Linked DNA regions of Rattus norvegicus: region 2 is linked to region 1. Evidence: chromatin contacts called from public Hi-C data. All regions are on one chromosome and are shown on one strand. The core of a region is the stretch at or near the end of the contact, and the rest is flanking DNA. Distances in the headings are between cores, read along the strand shown.

Region 1 (3,218 bases), core at 715-3,214:
AGACAGCAGAAGATGGAGATCTGAATAAGAGGCAGTTAGTGTCCACGACACAAAGAGAAGTCAGCATTGCTCCTGTTCGCTTGTGTTCTGCCGACCCCAGGACCCCAGGGGTGCGACATAGGCAGCCAAGTGTACTTAGTGCCAGCAACAAGCCAACAGGAGCAACATCTGCCTTCAGGTAAGAAGTCTCCTTTATTATGCGAGATAGTAAAAGCCTCCCATCCACCCGGAAACAAGACCCTTCCTCTGTGTGTGTCATGTATGCTTTGTGCACTGAGGCCAGAGGTCTACCTCAGGTACCGTCCTTCATCTGCTACCCACCTTGTGTTCTGAGTCAGCCTCTCATTGCACTGATGCTCACTGAAATGTTAGGCTGGCTGGCCGGCAACCCCCGGAGATCCTCCTGTCTCTGCCTCCCCAACACTAGGGAAACAACCGAGTGTCACCCACACTTGGCTTTTTAAAACATGGGTTTTGGGTGTCGAACCCTGGTCCTTATGCCTGTGCAGTGACTTCATTGACAAAGATATCTTTATAGCCCAACATTTCATCTTTTGGGGTTATTTTCTATGTGATACTATGAGACCCAAAGTTTGGGGAGCCTCAGATGTGCTCAAACACAAGCTCCATTGACCTCAGATTAGTTTTTGATAGCAGATTAATTCATAGATTTTACTAGTATTGAATTGGTTTTTTTATGCATACCCAGGATGAAAATGGTGTATCTTTTTGAACACTTAATGATATTGAAGAGTCTGGAACCCACGTGTAGGGGAGTCCCCTGTTTATCATTGTGGTTTTGCTTCACTAGATTTGGTCACAAAGTTCACTGTTTAGAACAAGCTGAGAAATACCCTTTCTCATTGCCTAGGCTCCGTGCAATAGGATGGTCTATTCCTTAAAAACTCAGTAGAATGCCTTCGCAAAATCTTTCAGCGCTGGTCTTCTCTTTGAAGATTTTTAAACTACTATTACAATTTCCTGCTAGTTGTAAGGGCACCGTGTCAAACAGAACAATGGGCATTAGACATCTGGTAAGGGGCTAAAGATAGCCCAAACTAGTGTGGCTGAATCTACAGCATTTTAGGTCCCCACCATCACAAAAATTGCAATCATTTAATCATTTAATCATTGCAATCATTTAATCAGCCTCCTATAGTCTTCAGCACAGGTGTGTGTGTGTGGGGGGGAACTTCAGTCCACAGGACCTTAACATATTTGTAGTGTATAAAGACTATATTGATAAATTATGAATTATGTTGTCTAAAAGTTTATAATTTATAAACTACTTATAAAATATTTGTAGTAGTTAAGATAGTCGTTACCAGTGCACTTACTTATAAATTAGTCACAAACGGGCATCGTGACACTTATCTGTATTTACGAAGAGCATCCACATTGTTTCTTTTGAGGAACAAGGAACCCTGTGATTAGATGGGACACATCCTAAAGACAGACACTGAAAGGCCACCTGGCCCACAGAAGCATTGCCTATTCCGTGGGAGAACCATCCCTCCCATTTCCTGGGGAGCAGCCACAGGAGCAGCTGGCCTAGATGCTGCAGCACCTGCCCCTCCATCAAATCAGCGTGAGCACAGCCAGGGTCTGGCGCAGCCTCCAGCCAGCTGTGAGGAACAAGCCCCTATGACTCGTGCAGTAAGCTTGCCCACAGCCCAGGTGATGTAATGGATGGGCTGTCACCGGCTCATAAAGGAGAGGGACGGCATCTCTGTTCTGACTCAGTCACAGACCCTGTGGATTCCGGGCCCTGAGGCCTCATCGGTGAGGGAGTCTCAGCCTCCTCAGCAGTGCCAGCATCCTTGTTAAATATTTAAACTTCATTTGCCAGAGCAGCGGGATGGAGGCTTCTAAGGAGGGCAATGCCTGTTGTGTCTGGGGACATTGTTCTAGCCCTTCCACAGAGCCACATCTTTCAGGAGGCTTTAATTTCCTCCCTGAAATGCTGCCAGGTCTGTGGGGGGAACAGGATTGATGAAGGGAAGTGGGGACAGGGCAGAGAAGAGAAAGAGTTAAGATTGGGGGAAAGTCGCTTCCTGCCAATTGCTGCTCACAGACAACTGGGAGAAACACTGGCTCCATTCTTTAGTGTTTTACAGTTTACAAAACACTTCTATATTCATTCTTAATCCTCCATAGACCTGTGAGGTCTGACTTCTTCAGTTATAAATTAGATACATTTAGCATTTTGAGAGCATTTCTCGAGTCCTAAGACGTGAGGGTCCCCAGACAGAGCTGTCCCATCAACTCTGAGCAGCTGAAGCGGCTGCTTCTCTTAGCTGAATCCCACATGCACAGCAGGACTTAGCACTGAACGGAACTATTAAGACCCAAACCAGAGCGGAGACTTGGTTCAGTTGGGAGAACGCCTACCAAGCAGGAAGCCCTGGGTTTGATCCTCAGTACTTAAAATGCTATGTTAATGAATGCCTGTATTCCCAGCATTCAGAAGGTGGAGGCAGGAGGATCTGAAATTTAAGGCAATCCAGTTATGTAGCAAGTCTGAGGCCAGCCTGGGCTACAAAAGAAAATCCTGTTTTAAAAGAAAAAAATCCCAGCAGGCAACTGTTTACCAAAGGGCGGCGGGGGCGGGGCGGGGGGGGGGAGCCGGAGAAGGGTGAAAGAAAGGAGGGAGAAGGGAGGAGGTAGGGAAAAGGGAAGGGATGGGAGGAGAGAAGTGGGCAACCAGAGAGGGGAGGGATGGGAAAAGGAGAGGGGAGAAGAAATGGGAGGGAGGAAACAATGTTTCATTCTTTGGCTCCTGCTGAATAATCCCGGGGCCCTGCACAGCTCCAGGTAAGAATCCAGTGAGCTCAGTATCCCTCCACTGTGCAGAGAGAGGGACACAGATCAGGACATGTGCTTGGGCTTCCCTTTCTGTTTTCCTGTAATCTCCCTTCTCTGAATTTCCAACCATCACTCCTCACAAACAGCCTTGGGCTGTGTTTCTGTGGTTTTCAAGCACAGATCACCTTCTACAGCCTCCTTCCCCGCCAAGTCAGCTCTGTGGGCAAGAGAGAGATGACTGTGGTCAGTGCTTTGCTAATGGCCACTGCAGCTGACTAACTCAGTGACTTGAAATGGAGGTTTACTCCCTGTCTTAAAGGCCGAAAGTGAAACAAGGGACTTTAGGATGCCTGCTCCTGCTGAGGGCTGAGAGCTCCCTCCCAAACCCACCTAGCTCTGTATGTAACATCCCT
Region 2 (3,554 bases), core at 733-3,232, 90 kb after region 1:
TGGGGACCATCTGTCCCAGGCTGGCTCTTACCAGAGGAGAAAAATGGGTGCCTATGGTACCTGTGATGTATGTGAAGAGGGGAATTAATGGATTGGTCTGAGGCTGTTGGTGCTTGTCATGTGTCTGCATGCTCCTCTCTACCTGCCCTATTTATACTTACCAGAAACTTCTATAGTCCAGGTTGTCTGATTGTGGCTTCTGACCCAGGAGGTCAGGGTGGGGCCTGGGAATCTGCATTTCCCACTGATCTCCATGCTGCTGGTATGTTGGGCAGACATTGAAGAGCAGTGTTAAAGCCTTGATGAAGAGCATCAAGTGTACCAGAGAACCTCTATGAATGCAGATTCTCAGGTCCTGCCAAGCACGCTGGGCAAACCTCCTTGCTCTAGTTTAAGCAGGGCTATGAGAGATTCCCCAGGAGCTATTCTCACAAAGAGGAAGGACAAGACACTTTAAGAGAATTTAGAATCTAGGAGCAGAGACCTGTCCCAGAGCTCTATGCTGTCTGCTTGGTGGTGGGCCCTGGGGAAAGTTCTGTATTCACGGGGCAGCCGGCACCCCAACGTTTCTTAGAACCCTCTATGGAATGGGCACTGACCTACCCACTCTGGTTCTAGGGATTTTCTGATGTGTAACTTACACAAACAGACCTGATTTGTGTTCTTCTGACCAGAACTGCCTTCTGCCCTCTGTGCCCTCTGCCCAGGGGTCTGAGACAAATGGAGATTCCTAGGTCTTGTGGGTATTATAACAGGAATGGAAGGACCACCTCTATGTAAACACTGAGGGCCGAAAAGCTGCAAAGGCATCTACAGGAGGACCTAACTGAGGACTGCCTGAGAGACCAAGGATTGCTGGTGCAGCAAATGCCAGCCAATCGGAAACTGCTGTTTAGAATAGACGCTTCCTTGGGACCAATAGGGTGCGGGTGGAGGTTATTAAAGGAGTTGCAACAGTGTTCAGATGAGCTTGCTGCAGTGTTTCTCACCTGCTCCAGAGTCTGTGTTATTAACTCCAAACTGCCTCACCTCCAACCCCTAAGGACAGTCAGGGTCGGGCGGTCGAGGAGTCCAGGGCATAGACGTCACCATATGTCAAGCCCAGAGGTCAGTAAGAGATGAGGAACTTGTCTCACAGAGCTCACTAGCTGCCTTATCATCCAGCTAATTAATTAAAAAAAAAGACATAAGGCTCTAAAGTCTCGTTGATGTTGGAGAAGCCAATTGATGCCTCTGAGTATGGATGGCAGAGAGATGGCCAGTGCTGGGCTGTGGTGACATCGCCCAAGGATGGCAGAGCAGCCGTCAGCTAATCTTGACGATTAAACTCCTTCCCTGGGAGTTGTTTTTGATTCCTGTGGAATAGATTAAGACTCTGTTTTGAATCCCCTGGGGTTTCCTGTGGAGCATAATTATAGCTGCACTAGAATCAGAATTCAGGTCAACAATTACTTTAATGAGATGTCTGAAGAGCATGGCCAGTGAGGGGGAGGCCCCAAGGGAGAGGAAGGGAGGGAGGGAGGGAACTGGGGGGGTGGGTGAGGGAGGAAGGAGGGAAGTTTTACAAAAAGGTAAATAGAAAAAAGGGAGAGACAGGGAAGGGGAGGAAGGAAGAAAAAGAGAAAGGGAAGCCAGCCAAGTGAAAGACTTGGAGAGGGAGAGAGGCAAGCCACCAATGAGAGACATGGGGAGGAGGGAGAGAGGGAGGCCAGCCAATGAGAGACATGGGGAGGAGGGAGAGAGGGAAGCCAGCCAATGAGAGGCATGGAGAGGAGGGAGAGAGGGAAGACAGCTAATGAGAGGCATGGGGAGGAGGGAGAGAGGGAAGCCAGCCAATGAGAGGCATGGAGAGGAGGGAGAGAGGGAAGACAGCTAATGAGAGGCATGGGGAGGAGGGAGAGAGGGAAGCCAGCCAATGAGAGGCATGGAGAGGAGGGATGGAGCCAGATTGTGAGACAAGGGGAAGAAAGGCTCCTTAGAGGCAAGCCAATGAAAAACAAGAAGTGACAATAGAAGGGAGCCAAGGAGAGACTTACTGCGTCCTACAGTGAGCCAAGCGGTTTTTCAAAGATGAACAGAAAACTGGTCAATAAACAAGACGAGGATTGGACACCTGTGGAGAGGTCTATGGTCTTGGAGTCGGACATTTCTGGAGCTAGCAGGAGGGTTGGAAGAATGACTGTTACCACCCATACACAAGGCTTCTGTTCCTGGATTTACCCCCTTAGAACTGTGTTGATTTGGTCTCATCTCTAGACCTGTCTGATCTTGTCCCCCAGTTTCTCAGGTAAATGTTAAGCATAAACGTTTGAAACCGGTACTGCCTCATGCGCCCAGGAGCACACACCTAACTGGGGATGGTGACAGTCTGGCAGCTCTTCTGACTGTTCTTTGACCTCTGGAATCTGCCTGTGAAAGCCTGAGGTTCACCCTGGCTACTTGCCTCTCCAGGCTGCTCCTAGCCAATGACACCCAACAGGGTTACTGACAGGGCCATTTCTCCCCACCCTAGGGAGGGGCTCCGCCCCCTCCCCCTTCCTCCCTCTCCGCCCTCTCTCTCCGTTCTCCTCTTCCTCCTCCTCCCCCTCCTCCTCCTCCTCCCCCTCCTCCCTCCTCCTCCCCCTCCTCCTCCTCCCCCTCCTCCCCCTCCTCCCCCTCCTTCCCCTCCTTCTTCCCCTTCTCCCCCTCCTCCTCCCTCCTCCTCTTCCCCCTCCTCCACCTCCTCCCCCTCCTCCTCCTTATTCTCCTCCTCCTCTTCCTCTTTCCCCCTCTCAGCTCTTTACCCTTCCTCCTAGCCTCCTAGCCCCTCTCTAGTCTTTGTTCCTTCTGCATCCATGCTTCCCCTTTGTTCCTGCTCTATCTCCTATCTTTCTCTCCTCCCCTCCCAGCTTCCTCTCGGGACCAAACATCATCTGTCACAGCCCGAAGACGAAACAAACCCGCCCACTTCACCTTTTCTAGGAATCTCCCTCCACAGCTCCTTTGTACCTTGTGATAGTTCATCTTCATCCTTAAACATGATAAGATTTAGAAGCACAATTTGGGCCATGTGGAGGCTGGCAGAGCACAGAGATAAAAGGAGCCTGGGTAGCCATGGAGCCACCTGCTATACCCATTGAGAATGCTGGATGAGAGAAAAATAGATTCCCGTATTTCCTGAGCCATTAGTATTCAGTCTTTCAATAAAAAAAAAAATCTGGATTTGTATTTTAACTGAAACCTCAATCTTTCTCTGTTTATCGGATGAGTTCTGAAGTACGGGCGGCATACGCCCTATGGAAATGTCAGGCTGACTCCTGACACAAGGATAATGGACGTGTGGGGAGCTTTGTCCCGGGTTGAGTCAGGGCCCCGTGTCTGTGTGTTTAGAAGTGCTGTGGTGTGGCCCGATCTGTCGCTTTAAACTGGGAAGATCCAGCCGGACCCAAGTTAGTGCTGGTGGGGGGGGGGGGAGCTAGGTGTGTGAAGAGACAGAGAACATGGAACCTCGGGAAGAGGGTGTCGGTGGGAGTCACTGAGGGTCACCATGAAGTCCCGTCCAGAGACATCAGCTC

The links. A called contact is a pair of places that touch in the nucleus more often than the background predicts.
Region 2: a contact with region 1 is called in a Hi-C map of frontal cortex, with 1.7 times the contacts expected there. The contact joins two enhancer-like sites. A contact is called at or near these places in 5 of 12 Hi-C or Micro-C datasets (the A7r5 cell line, frontal cortex, kidney and 2 more).

What each region holds. Positions count from the first base shown.
Region 1 is chr9:19,104,682-19,107,899 of GRCr8, forward strand. No RefSeq gene overlaps it. Among named protein-coding and RNA genes, the nearest start is that of Mocs1, 41 kb to the left of the region's middle. Within about 2 kb of position 1,965, at least 30 of the 93 cell types and tissues checked have an H3K27ac peak or open chromatin away from gene starts, as enhancers often do.
Region 2 is chr9:19,194,564-19,198,117 of GRCr8, forward strand. No RefSeq gene overlaps it. Among named protein-coding and RNA genes, the nearest start is that of Mocs1, 130 kb to the left of the region's middle. Within about 2 kb of position 1,983, at least 30 of the 93 cell types and tissues checked have an H3K27ac peak or open chromatin away from gene starts, as enhancers often do.